Linked DNA regions of Mus musculus: regions 1 and 2 are each linked to region 3. The links are chromatin contacts, called in public promoter capture Hi-C maps. All regions are on one chromosome and are shown on one strand. The core of a region is the stretch at or near the end of the contact, and the rest is flanking DNA. Distances in the headings are between cores, read along the strand shown. Region 1 holds the start of Tex38 (testis expressed 38). Region 2 holds the start of Pdzk1ip1 (PDZK1 interacting protein 1). Region 3 holds the start of Cyp4a10 (cytochrome P450, family 4, subfamily a, polypeptide 10).

Region 1 (4,055 bases), core at 1,511-4,010, 260 kb after region 3:
GTTTGTTTGTTTGTTTGTTTGTTTGTTTGTTTGTTTGTTTTTCAAGGAGCCAGGCGTGGTGGCACACGCCTTTAATCCCAGCACTCTGGAGGCAGAGGCAGGCAGATTTCTGAGTTCGAGGCCAGCCTAGTCTACAGAGTGAGTTCCAGGACAGCCAGGGGAACACAGAGAAACCCTGTCTCGAAAAAAAAAAAAAAAGACATGAAAGCATTTCAATGTTTGACCTGAAGCAAAGCCTGCAGGGCTCAGGCTTTCGGCATATTCAGGATGCGAGGAAGCAAGAAAGGCTGAGGAATGAGCCTGCTCTGGTGTGCATCAGAAGCTCCATCTGGGCCCATTTTATGTGTTCAGATGGTTCAGTGGTTAAGAACAATGGCTGCAGCCAGGTGTGGTGGGGCACACCTTTGATCCCAGCACTTGGGAAGCAGAGGCAGATGGATTTCTGAGTTCGAGGCCAGCCTGGTCTACAAAGTGAGTTCCAGGACAGCCAAGGCTACACAGAAAATCCCTGTCTTGAAAAAAAACAAAAACAAAACAAAACAAAACAAACAAACAAAAAACCCACTGGCTGCTTTTCCAGGGGGCCCAGGTTCAATTCCCAGCACTCACATAGAGGGCCACAGTTGTCTAACGTCAGTTCCAGGGGATCTGATACCCTCTTCTGACGTCCACAAGCACAGACATACATGAAAGTAAAACATCCATACACACAAAATTAAAGAAAATCTAAAGATATAAGCAATAAAGCCAAGTATAGGGACACAAACCTGTAATACCAGCACTCAGAAGACTGAGGCAGGAGGATCAAGAGTTTAACGGCAACCTGGCATAAGTTCCAAGCCAGCCTGGACTAAAATAGCCCTCATCTCAAAAGAGAAGATGGGAGAAAAGGAGAAAGGGGATAAGATACAAACTATAGGTGTAATTCTAGAAGATGCTCTGACCCATTTGCCAGTCAACAACCCTCATACCCTAATGCTTTTAGCCAAACTGTTCTAACAAGACAGTGCTAAGAAAAGACACCGTGGGGTGTGGTAGAAATACTAGAAATGAGATGCCAGGAAAACGTGAACTAGAGAGCTAGCTGTGGAACCACCAAGGTATACATCCTGGAAACCCATGTCTGCATCTGAACAGGAGGGTCAGAACTGCCATTTGGCATTGTTCTTGGGACCACTAGAAATAAAGGACAAAGACAGCCAGCCAAGAAGCAATACATGGCAAACAACAGTCCAGCTAAACCATACTGGCATTTGTTAGGTTTATGACATAGCCAATGTAGGCCACCATAGCTCTCAACTACTGTCCTCTTGTGCCATCTGTGCTTCCCCCCCTGCTGAAGAGCAGTGCCTGAAGACCTAGGTCAGAGCCTGGCGCTCATTCAGTCTTAAACACTGGATGGAGGGATGTTGAGTCAGTCCAGCCACAAGTATTGGTTCAGCATCTCCCAAATGGTAATCTCAGATTCCCATATGCAGTGGTGAAACTTATAACCAGTTTACAAAGCACCACAGTCACATTGGCTGGGACAAAAGGCACTGCCCTTCTAGGAGCAAATGAGACAGGAAAACTTGGACTTTATTATTATTTTTTTAAATCTGTGGCTTTAAACCTCTCACCAGGTGGCTGTGGTCTCCTTGTCAGTACCAACTCCTTGTGGTTATCTCTGTTTTCTACCAAAGGGAGCCTTTGGTACTTGCAGCTCCCACCCTCACTAAGAGGAAACTACAGCTCTAAAGCAAAAGGCTTGGCATTAAAGCAGTTTGTTCCGTGGGCCAGTGTTGGGAGGGAACAGAAAGGAACATTCCTTTCAGGGCGGTTGGCCAAAGGGTAGGAGACAGAGTGGTTCAACATGGGAGGCAGGTGGCAGAGGGACAGGGCAAAGGGCACCTCCTGAAAGATGGGAAGTGGGAATGGGGAGTCAGTCCGAGGCTGTGACATTTTTGAAGACTGGGGCTGCTTTGGAATCCCCAAAACATGTTGCAAGAGATCAGAGGCTTCACCTCTGGGGCTGCTGTCTTGTACAACGAAGTTCCTGCCTTCAGAGAGATCCAACTCCCACAAAGAATCTGAATTCTGATCTTCCGGCTCGGTCTTGGTGACAGCAGGGGGAGGGCCTGTGTTAATGGCTACATTCATGCCATGGTAACGCCGCTTGTTTATCCAGTACAACAGTGGGCTGTAGGTGAATGTGGCAGCTCTCATCACTTCCACCCACTGCTGGGCACGTTCTTCTCTTTGCAAGTTCTTCTTCCAGTGCAGAAAGAGTATGCAGCTTCCTATTAGCACAGAACACAGCCCCAGGAATCCAATGCACAAGGAGATCCACACTAAGGCAGTGAGAGAGAGAGAAAGGCTGGCTGGCTGGTGTGCCTAATGCACAGCTTTTTTTTCACTCCCCTCCTTGACCTCCTCACTAGTCACTCTTCCTGTTCTCTCCATTCCTCCCCTCCCTCCTCATTCTCCAGCTCAACACTAGACTTCCAGGTTCCTTAAGGGATCATTATAGCTATTTACAGATGAGAAACGCTAGGTCTAAAGGGGGTAGGGACTCAGCCTTCTGGGAGTACTTAGTTTCTAGAGAAGATAACCATCTAATTCCTTAGCACTTCAAGAAGCCACCACTCCTCCATCCATGCAAAAGACTTCCCCTTACTTACCCCATGCCCAAGGGTACAATGTGAGGGGCAAGGACTAGAGGTGCTACACTTACTGCCAGAGAGGCTTGGGTCCTTTTGGGAATCCGTAAAGGTCAGTCTTGGCCTCCAGCCTATCACTCTGGGGAGAGGAAATTCACCCCACTCCACCAATAGGAGTCCTCAGAAGGCCCGGGCCTCATTGTTCTCTAAAGGAAAGGTCATCAGGTTCTGTCCAACTGGCATTCCAGGGACAATGTTTGTGAGCCCATCCAGTAACCTCTAGTACACAACATCTACTGCTTCTACCAAAGACCGAGGCACCAGAAGAGTTGTCTGCCCAATTCCTTACAGTGAACCCATAGAGCAGCCCCAGGACAGGGCCTTGGCATTCTCAAGGGGCTAACTATGTGGTTGGTGATTAAGGAAACACCATTGGGTACCTCCCCCAGTGCCTCCTGGGGAGAGCACACAGAGCATTGGGCATGTCTGGCCTCAACAAATCTTGACCAAGCTATGAGAAGAAAACCAGCTCAAGAGAACCAAGTGGTCAGTGCCTCCTTTGGCTCCTACAATCTCTTTTATTTCTGCTTTCTTTCCTTCCTTTAGCAGGTGCTGGCAAGTGTTCTTGGGCTCTGTGGGAGCTCTCCTCCATCTGGTCCTGCATCCCTTTCCGGGCTAACTTTCTTTCCTTTATTCTCAATACTTCATTCCCTTCTGACCAGGCCATCAGACACCCCCTACACACACACACACACACAGGGGGGAGGTGGGCAGGGGGATGGGGGAAGAGAGCACTATTGGGGCAGGTCTCCCCAGCAACCAATCCCCCCAGGATTTATTGGAGCCAGGATCTTGCTTATTACTTAAGGCAACTTGATCCACTTATGGGTAGCTCAGTTAGAAAGCCCTTGCATGTTATGTCTCAGTCAACTCTAGGGGAGACATACCAACCAGTGATAACTTGAAATCTTACCCTTTAGTTTTTCTCCTTTTTATAGTCTCCTATTGTGACTCCTGACACTCTATGTTACTTTTGTATCTCTGTGACCCATATACCAGACAGAAACAATGTTAAAAGGAAAGGTTTGATTTAGCTCCTGTTTCAGAGGGTTCTATAGTTGCTCAGTCCCATGTGAATGGGCGTGCCATCATGGCTGTGGTAGAACACGTGGTAGAAGACAGCCATTCACATCACAGAAAACAGCAAGCAGAACTCAGGACCAGAACCAAGGTCTGGGCTATAGCCTTCAAAGTCTTACCCCATGTGACCTTCTTCTGCCCAACCTCTTTAGTTTCCACAGCCTCCCAAAATAGTGCCACTGGCTGGGGACCAAGTGTTCAACACATGAGCTTATTGAGAACATTTCAGATTCAAACCAGAGCAGGCACTATTTACAGAGTTCTTCCCAGAATGCC
Region 2 (4,340 bases), core at 1,488-3,987, 430 kb before region 3:
TGCCTGAGATGAGGACCTGTACACTGGGGAAAAGGAAATAATCAGACTTTTCGGGGTCTGCTGGATACTGGTTCTGAGTTGACACTGATCCCAGGAGATCCCAAGAAACATTGTGGTCCTCCAGTTAAAGTAGGGGCTTATGGAGGGCAGGTGATTAATGGAGTTTTGACTGATGTCCGACTCACAGTAGGTCCAGTAGGTCCTCGGACACATCCTGTGGTGATTTCCCCAGTTCCAGAATGTATAATTGGGATAGATATACTCAGAAATTGGCAGAATTCTCATATTCTTGTGAGACCCATCCAAACTTTGAGATTCAGCCAGACAGCAGGGGACCCCTTTGTTTATAAGGCTAGGGAGAAAAGCCTTTCCCTGTGTGAAAACTACCAGGCATCAGGGGTCTGGTCTTAAAGCCAAGTGTTCACCCATCCCTTCTCCTCCCTGCTTTCCGGAACAACTTGTTTCTGCTTTAAAGTCTGGGACTTTGACCCGGGAGCTGTTTTCTCCCTTTGGTCACCTTGTGTCCATCCCACTCACGCTCCTCCCTTAATGTGCTCAAAGTATAGTTCTGGGAGTCTCTGCTTTCCTTTGGGATTTTAGGAAAATTGGGGATGCTGGGGGCCGGGGGGGGGACTGTGGCTCCCAAGCTGGTGGCAGAGGCTGGGGTATTTCCCTAGGGCATGAACTAGTGTGTGGGTACCACCAGAGGACCCTCTCTCTACACCCCTCTTAGACTCCACATTTGGCTGCTGAAGTATCCCAATATTCTGGGGTTTCACTTTCCTGCCCCCCTTTTAAAACCTGTATGTTAGGCCTTTATTTGATCCCTCTGTTTAACACACACACACACACACACACACACACACACACACACACACACACACTGCATCCTGAGGGAGCCATGTGATGTGTCTTACTTTGAGACATTGCCACTCACCCAATTGCCTAACTCAGAAACTTAACCTGAGAGTTTCCAGTTTCCAAGTGGGCAGCAGTTAGTCACTTGTCCAGAAACCACGCCCAGGCTTTCCTACCTCCCAAGCACTGAGCAAAGCCTTCTCTAATGCAGCCCAGTCAGTGGCTGCATGTCTCCCAAGTCTCCCTCTCACCTCTGATGATTTTCTTCATTTTCTCAAATGGTGGTCTGACCTTGGTTTCCTGCAGCCTGCTTAAGATGAGGGAGGCATGTTGGATATTTGCTAATTCCACCCCATTCCTTTCATTCCAACCAGTGGTTCCCTGGCTGTTCATTAACATCCACCAAGGCAGCTCCTCCATGCTCCTGACGATTCTCAGCCCACGTTAAGAACAGACTAGCCATGTAGAGTTAGACATGAAGAGTTTCCCTGCAGACACTTGTGGAATGGTCACAGGCCCACAGCACATGTATGAAAGTAGTTGTGCAGACATGCACTCAGAGGAAACAGGCTCTCACCTGTCCTGTTTTTTTGTTTTTCCTTTGGACAGGAACTAAGTAAGACCTGTGCCTTGGGACAAGCAATGCAGTGGATACCCTCACAAGTGTCATCCCATCCACAGTGCCCTGGCTGGTGTTTAATGTCGCAGCCACCCATTCTTAGCTTCCTTATTTCCTAAATCTGGTCAAGCCAGGTTGATATTGGCTTCTTCAGAACATAAACTTAGTCTCGTGTTGGACCAAGATCACAGGCTCTGTGTTTTGTAGTCGGGGACAGATGGGCATGATGACTGTGCCCTGGGGCTTTCTGAGTACCTGTCTGAAGCCAAGACAGCATGAAATCTCCTACCTGAGTGTGCACTGGAAAGGTCTGAGCATAACGTCCTTTTAGGAAACCATGCAAGCAACAGGGACTGCCAAAAAATCCTCTCCCCTCCTTTCCTTAGGAAGGGGGTCTAGCCTGCTCTTGCATCTCAACTCCTATATTCTAGGGTAGCTGGGACAAGGAGGTCCACCACGGACTTACACCCCAGACTTCAGTAGGTACTTGGGTCATCCCTAGTGTTTGGAAGGTCTGGCAGATGCTGTGTGTCCTGCTGGGTGGGAGATGTGCTTCTGCAATGCCTGGCCCTGTGATGTAGATTTCTGAGGGACAGATGAACTTCTCATGGCTATTCCTGTCTGTAGACTGCACCCGGGCATTTGGAAGTCTCAGGGAATGAGCAGAACAAAGGAAGATTGCTAAGACACGTGCATGAAGTAGGCATGCACACATAGGGGAAGCAGGCTCAGGGCTCCCACCTGCTTTGGACATTCCAGGGAACCACTGGTTGGAATGAAAGGAATGAGGCAGAACTAGCAAATATCCACCATGCTTCCCTCGTTAGTTTTAAGCAGGGTGCAGATCTCCATTTGATAAAATAAATAGGTCACTGAAGGTGGGAGATGTCTGCTGTGATGAAGGGAGGTGGATCTGAAGGCAGATGTTGAGACTTCTGACCAAGTCAAATCTTGTCTAAGGCCTGCCAGGTTATCAGGGACTGTGGGAACCAAGAGGGAATGTTGAACTGGGCTATAGGGAATCACCAGACTGGTCAGGGCTGGGGACTGTGAAGTGAGTCTCTGTTTCACGTGAGGTGGGGTCCCAGGGTCTGGCTTGGTGGGTCGGAAACAAGAAGTGAGTGGAGGGGCTGATGTAAGGAAAGCGGGCAGCTGAGCTTTCCCTGAGTCTTTTGTCCACAGATGTTTTCCTCTGGCTCCCTGAGCCAGCTAGAGCCTGTCTCAAGCCAACTGTCAGTCTTTCAAGAAGCCCCACCCACTGGGCTCATTCAAGGCAGGGCTGAAAATGTCACACCTTTCCCTGGGAGCCTAGCCCCATTGCCAGGAAAGGTGAGCTCAGAAGAAGACTTCTGAGGCAGAGTGAGTGTCGGAGAAGGCGGGGACTTTCCCCTTACTTCCCCAGTTCCCTGGGCCCACCCCCAGAACTGGTTTCTAAAGGGGTACCTTAAATGCCAGTTCGTCGGGCTGGGCATAAGCCAGGCCCGGCAGCTCATTTCCATGGGAGGAGGGCAGTTTCTCTTCACCAGTCTGCCAGTCCTTCCTCCCCGCCCTCTTTCCACTTCTGCCTTACCCAATCCAACCTCTCCTTTAGAGTCAGACTGCTCTCCAGCTGATCTCATACAAACACCCCAGACCTCCAGCAGCTCCAGGAGTCAAAAACACCAGCAGTGGACCGAGGTCCTACAGCTGCCTGCAGCCATGTTGGCCTTCAGTCTGCTCGTGCTGGGTCTGCTCGCGGAAGTGGCACCTGCCAGCTGTCAACAAGGTAGCACAGGACAGGGGTACCTGGGCTTCAGGGAGGAGAGGGGTGGCAGGAAAACAGTGACTGAGGTTGGATGGGGTGGTGTTTTGGAGGGTGAATACACACCACGGGGCCACAGTCCTCTGACTTAGGTTCTGTAATCGATTTGTTTTCCTTCGGGGAGAGGTGGGACAGCAGGGAATGTATGTGTTGGCTCTGGGGTTTAGGGGAGGAACAGGAATTGAGATCCAAACCTCACAGCAGGAATTGTCCCAGAGACAACTCAGTCCTGGGGCTAGAAACAGAGACTGGGACCAGTCCCAGTGCACCTTCAAATGCTTGCTCTGGATGGGGGCTAGGGGGTGGTGACATTAAAGGCATAAGCCCCTGGACTGGATGACCTAAGTCCTCTTTGTCACTTTCTCCATAGTCGTCCCACCGTGGGGGTACTCTTCACCAAGCTCTTTCTGTCTTGCTGTGTGGCCATGAGGGAATTCCTGTCCCACTCTGAGTCTTAGTTTTTTTTTTTTTTTTAATTCATTCTCAGTAAATCTTACCCTGCCCACCTCTCAGAGCTGCTGTTAGGTTGGAGGTATGAAAGGGTTTTGTACCAGAGAGATTGAGTAACTTATATAGATTCACGAAGAAACCGGTCCAGGACCATTTTTCTTCTGCTTTTGACTCTATCCCTTGCTCTATAAGCTCTCCCCATAGCCACAAGAGGAGGATGTCTGTGAGGAGTTAGCTGTAAGAGCCACAGAAGAAGGAAAATGGGAGGGGACCTCCCAGGGTTGTTCCCAATGCCTGAGCATCATAGACCAGAAAAAGTAATGGACCTGAGCCCAGGTTTCTTGGACAGAGTGGGAAGGATATCTCCACAACATGGGCCCTTGCAGAGCAATCATGTGCATCTTCTACTAGGGGTTGCTAACCTGGAGCTGCCATGGCTACAGCCCAGAGTTCCGTGATCCTTTCTTTCACCAACACCTGTCACCCTTGGAAACATCACTAAGGATAATCAAGCCATTACTGCAGCAGAAGAGCATCTAGGTGGACTCCAAGAAGGACTTTGGGGTGGGAATGATTCAGGCTGAGGTCTTTTCATGCCCAGCCTCTCATAAC
Region 3 (4,727 bases), core at 782-3,281:
AAAGGCACAGCTAACATAATAAAAATATCTTTCTAGTAAGTGCCACAGAACAAAAAAATATCAGTGGGTTGCCATCAAGAAAAGCAAAGCTCAACATGATGATTTTTAAGGAAACTTGACAAGATGTGGAAGAATACACACTTTGTTAAAAACAAAACAAACAAAAAGTATCACCTGAACGAGAAACTCAGAAAAGGAAATACAGATCATAAAAGAGAAGCCACAGAGGATTTAATAAATCAACTAAAGACACAGTTGAGTGGCAGTAACAGATTATATCACCCAGAAGGAAGAATCCTGAGCTTGAAGAGAGGCTTTTGAGATAACCTAGCCAGACAAAAGAAAAATAAATAGGAAAAAGGTAAAGACTAAGTTCTATAAGACCAACGAGATATGATTAAGTGAAAAATGATCACATTATACGAGTTACCAAATGAAAAGAAACCTGTTTCAAGTGGGTTAATGAGGTGGCTTGGTGGTTAGAAGTGCTTGCTACCAAGTTTCATCTGGACCAAGACCTGAGTTCCATCTCTGGAACCTACATGATAGGAGAAAACTGACTCCTGTAAATTGTCCTCTGACCTCCACACATATGCCATTCATGTGGCACATGCATACAAGTAAATCATAAGTAAACACATAAACAAATAAAGCTGTAGTAGTTTGAATATGCTTGGCACAGGGATTGGCACTATTTGGAGGTGTGGCCTTGTTACAAGAAGTGTGCCAGTGTGGGCATGGTCTTTATGACCCTCGTCCTAGCTTTCTGGAAGCCAGTCTTCTTCTGTTTGCCTTCAGAACAAGATGTTCAACTCTCAGCTCTTCCTGCACCATGCCTGCTTGGATGCTGGCATGTTCATGCCTTGATGATAATGAACTGAATTTCTAAACATGTAAGCCAGGCCCAATTAAATTTTGTTCTTGTAAGAGTTCCCTTGGTCATGGTGTTTGCTTACATCAGTAAAACCCTAAATAAGAAAAGCTATTTAGATAAATAATAGCTGAAAGCTTTCCTGTATTTACTGAGAAATACATGGGCACCCAAGTACAGTAAATGCAAAGGGCCCATTTAGATTCAATTGATTTGGTCCTGTTGAAGACACACTATATTCAAGCTCTCAAAAGTCCAAGACAAGAAATTCTAAAACCAAGAGAAGTATTCCAAGTCCCATATAAGCAAGGCCTTGGTAGACTAACACTAGAGTCTACAGCAAAAACTTCTCAAAAGTGAACTAAACTCTCCAAGTAACAGAGTTAGGTTGGCTAAATAGATTTTTTTTAAATGAAATTCAACTGTATGCTATCTATTTTAAAACAACAACAAAAAAAAAAACCCACAAGAAGGTGCCAAGGAATGGAAAGAAACCCATTAGCTCCCCCAAAGCAAAACAAGCACGAGTGTCCTTGGCATCCCCAGGCATGGACTACCCATGAGACTAGCCTACCTAGATGTATAAGAGCAGCAGTGCCTATATGTTTTCCAGTCTGAATCAGCAACCACTCACCATCCATTTGGCATGGACAATTCAAAAAAAAACTATTAGATACTTGGTCTGACATGGAAACCCAAACACCTCCCAAAAACAACAAATAAAGCCACAGACTTAAGCTATGGAGCTTGGGAAAGAGCCAGTGTGTGAGGATCCCCTTATCACACAGGACTTCAACAAGATATTTATTTTTATATGACAACCTTGTTTGATATTTAATAATTTAGTAAAACTTTGCAAGAAAAGATTAAAAATAAGTGGAAGAATATTTAAGGATATTATAATTGTTCTGCTTAATTTATGCATGCAGTACAGGTGTGGAAACAAGTCAATGTTCTTGACTCGCACGAGAGGAAAGTAGACACAGGTAGGCACTGGCAGCTGGAAAGAAAAAATTGTGTCTCTGATTCCCAAGGTAAATCATTCCTGTTATTTAACCAACTGAACTTTGAGATCAAGATTGGTCAGCCTCACCCTTCTCCCTCCCACAGGTAGGCGGGCAATCCTTACAGGATTTAGGCAGGAGGTAGAAAGGATTAGTGAGAGTGAGGACAGCAACAGAAGAGTGGATGAACTATGAGTGTCTCTGCTCTAAGCCCAACCCGATTTGCAGACAGCCTCTCTGGCTTCCTCCAAGTGGCCTCTGTGCTCGGTCTGCTCCTGCTGCTGGTGAAAGCTGTCCAGTTCTACCTCCACAGGCAATGGCTACTCAAGGCTTTCCAGCAGTTCCCATCACCTCCTTTTCACTGGTTCTTTGGGCATGAGGTATGAAGGAAAGAGAAGGATGGGTGGAAGAGAAGGGAAGATGGGTGTCTCAGAGACCAGCCATCAAATTCACAAGGAAAATCCTGATATATAAAGAGTCCAAGAGCTTCATAAGATGCCCAGCTCAGGCTGAGGCATGTCATCCCAACAATAGCGTTACTGTCTGACTGTTGCTCAACTCTATACTGATAGTCTTGCACTTTGAAAGCTTTGGTTGGTCCTACCTAGTCTCCTCCTCCTCTTCTGGCTGAGTACCTTTAATATCTCTACTGTTCTCAAACAACTTTTAAGTAGTTCCTTGACAAGTTACTTATGGCTATTCTCTCCCAAGCCCTGGGTTTGCCTGGGAATGCAAACATCAGAGAGACAGAAACCTTGCCCCTTGAAGTTCTTGATGTAACAATGGTGCACATCTTAGAAATTATCAGGCACAGGAAGGGTTCACACTGCTGGGCTGAGTGAGTGGCTGACCAAGACTAGAATTTTCAGGATGGGTAAATTACAAATTGAAATCCCAAAGTCATGGCACATTAAAGGGAAAGGGTGGGTAGGACCCTCATATGTGAACACTAATGTTAGTATTTCTACAGGGCTATGTGGCTCTTCTTCCTCTTTCCACACACCCTGCAATATAAGATACTTGGATTCAAGCACAGCATCACTTTCTTGTTCCACAGGGTTCAGCTAAAGAGCCTGGCACAAGTGTATGAAATTACCCAGAAAGGGAACTGGGAAGGGACAGTACTGACCCATTGCATTATCACCCCAGGAAATAAAGTACAGAGCCAAATAGGAGGATACATGAAAATGTGCACAACAAAGGATTGTGCAATAGATGTTCTTAGAAAGACATGGGTATGCCACGTTCTCTGAAGATCTGAGGATCTGACACTGTGATTCCTCTGAGGAACACAGCTCCATCCAACAGGACTCTCAGATTCAGCTCAGAACCCATACCCACATAGTAAAGCTATGAGTGATAGCACAGACAGTTCATCGAACTGCCCCACCTTCCTGGCAACTTCAGAAAAAAACAGCTATGTTCCTGTGCTTGCTCTACTCTTGTCTCCAGTCCAAAAACTAGGCAAGAGTCCCACGAACTTATCTTTTCTTCAACAGAAGTTCAAAGGTGACCAAGAACTACAGGAAATTGTGTCGTGCATAGAGAACTTCCCAAGTGCCTTTCCTAGATGGTTCTGGGGAAGCAAGGCCTACTTAACTGTCTATGACCCTGACTACATGAAAGTGATTCTGGGGCGATCAGGTGAGCATAACATGCTGTTGTGAAGAGATAAGCACTTTCCTCTTTGTTACTTGCCCTGTCAAATTCTGAAAGAGTATGACCCTACACACTCTACCATTCTCTCAGGCTACAACCTAGCATATGGCCAACAACACACAGTACTAAAAACCAAATCCCTTAGCCTAAAATCTTTATCTTTGTTTGTTATTTAATCAAGTTAAGATGTTTAGTCTTGTTAATTGTTCCAGATTTGAAATATCTAATTGTTTCCTTCCAGAACACATAGGATAACTAAGCGAACACACACAAATCCTACCTTCCTAAGCCTGACTGTTAGGACAGAGCTTGAGGGGGATATGAGAAAATGGACAGTGACTTTAGACAGTTTACCAATGGACAGTTTCTATGGGTATCATAGAAACCCATGGCTTCAACCACAGTTACCTTGGGGCTGCCTTATTTATCCCTTTTCTTGTTAAGTCATTGTTTCCCTTTCAGATCCAAAGGCTAATGGTGCGTACAGATTGCTAGCTCCTTGGATTGGTATGTATGTCTAAACTGGAAATGTGGTCTACTTCTAATTAGTGTTTCCAAGTGTTGTGTCTATGGTTCACAGAGAATGAAATATGACAGACTACCACTGTCATGGTCTACCCCCAATGCTCTACTCTGACCCTTCACTTTACCAAACAGTCCTATATGAACATCAATTTAATCTACCTTCCTCTTTGGCAATTTTTATCTCACAGCTGTCATAATCACAGCATGTGACACTAGCTGGGAAATCTACCTTCTTTGCTGTACCATTCATCAGAGTTTTCTCTAACAGTTCCACTTCTTAGCTCCTTGCCCCAATTTATCTAATGGTCTCTCTGATTTGTTTTTTGTTTGTTTGTTTGTTTGTTTGTTTGTTTTTGTTTTTATGGTATTTTAGGTATTTTTGGTTTTTCAAGACATGGTTTGAACCGGACGTGGTGGCGCACACCTTTAATCCCAGCACTCAGGAGGCAGAGGCAGTCGGATTTCTGAGTTTGAGGCCAGCCTGGTCTACAAAGTGAGTGCCAGGACAGCCAGGGCTACACAGAGAAACCCTGTCTTGAAAAAAACAAAAAAAACAAACAAACAAAAAAAGACAAGGTTTGTCTGTAGAGCCCTGGCTGTCCTAGATCTCACTCTGTAGACCAGGCTGGCCTTCAACTCAGAAATCCACCTGCCTCTGCCTCCCAAGT

Evidence for each region. Promoter capture Hi-C pulls out the DNA fragments that hold promoters and counts their contacts.
Region 1: a promoter capture Hi-C map of liver shows a contact between it and region 3, with 2.6 times the contacts expected there. The contact joins the promoter of Tex38 here to the promoter of Cyp4a10 in region 3. A contact is called at or near these places in 2 of 39 promoter capture datasets (embryonic stem cells and liver).
Region 2: a promoter capture Hi-C map of hippocampal neurons shows a contact between it and region 3, with 4 times the contacts expected there. The contact joins the promoter of Pdzk1ip1 here to the promoter of Cyp4a10 in region 3. A contact is called at or near these places in 3 of 39 promoter capture datasets (embryonic stem cells, hippocampal neurons and liver) and 1 of 9 other capture datasets (embryonic stem cells).

Annotation. Positions count from the first base shown.
Region 1 is chr4:115,778,274-115,782,328 of GRCm38.p6, forward strand. It overlaps Tex38 (testis expressed 38), which reads right to left and starts at 2,761. Exons shown (of 2, transcript NM_029196.1): 1 at 2,714-2,761; 2 at 1,561-2,330. The coding sequence starts at 2,714. The coding sequence ends at 1,726.
Region 2 is chr4:115,085,971-115,090,310 of GRCm38.p6, forward strand. It overlaps Pdzk1ip1 (PDZK1 interacting protein 1), which reads left to right and starts at 2,738. Exons shown (of 4, transcript NM_001164557.1): 1 at 2,738-3,242. The coding sequence starts at 2,975.
Region 3 is chr4:115,516,256-115,520,982 of GRCm38.p6, forward strand. Cyp4a10 (cytochrome P450, family 4, subfamily a, polypeptide 10) reads left to right here and starts at 2,032. Exons shown (of 13, transcript NM_010011.3): 1 at 2,032-2,255; 2 at 3,375-3,519; 3 at 3,997-4,041. The coding sequence starts at 2,067.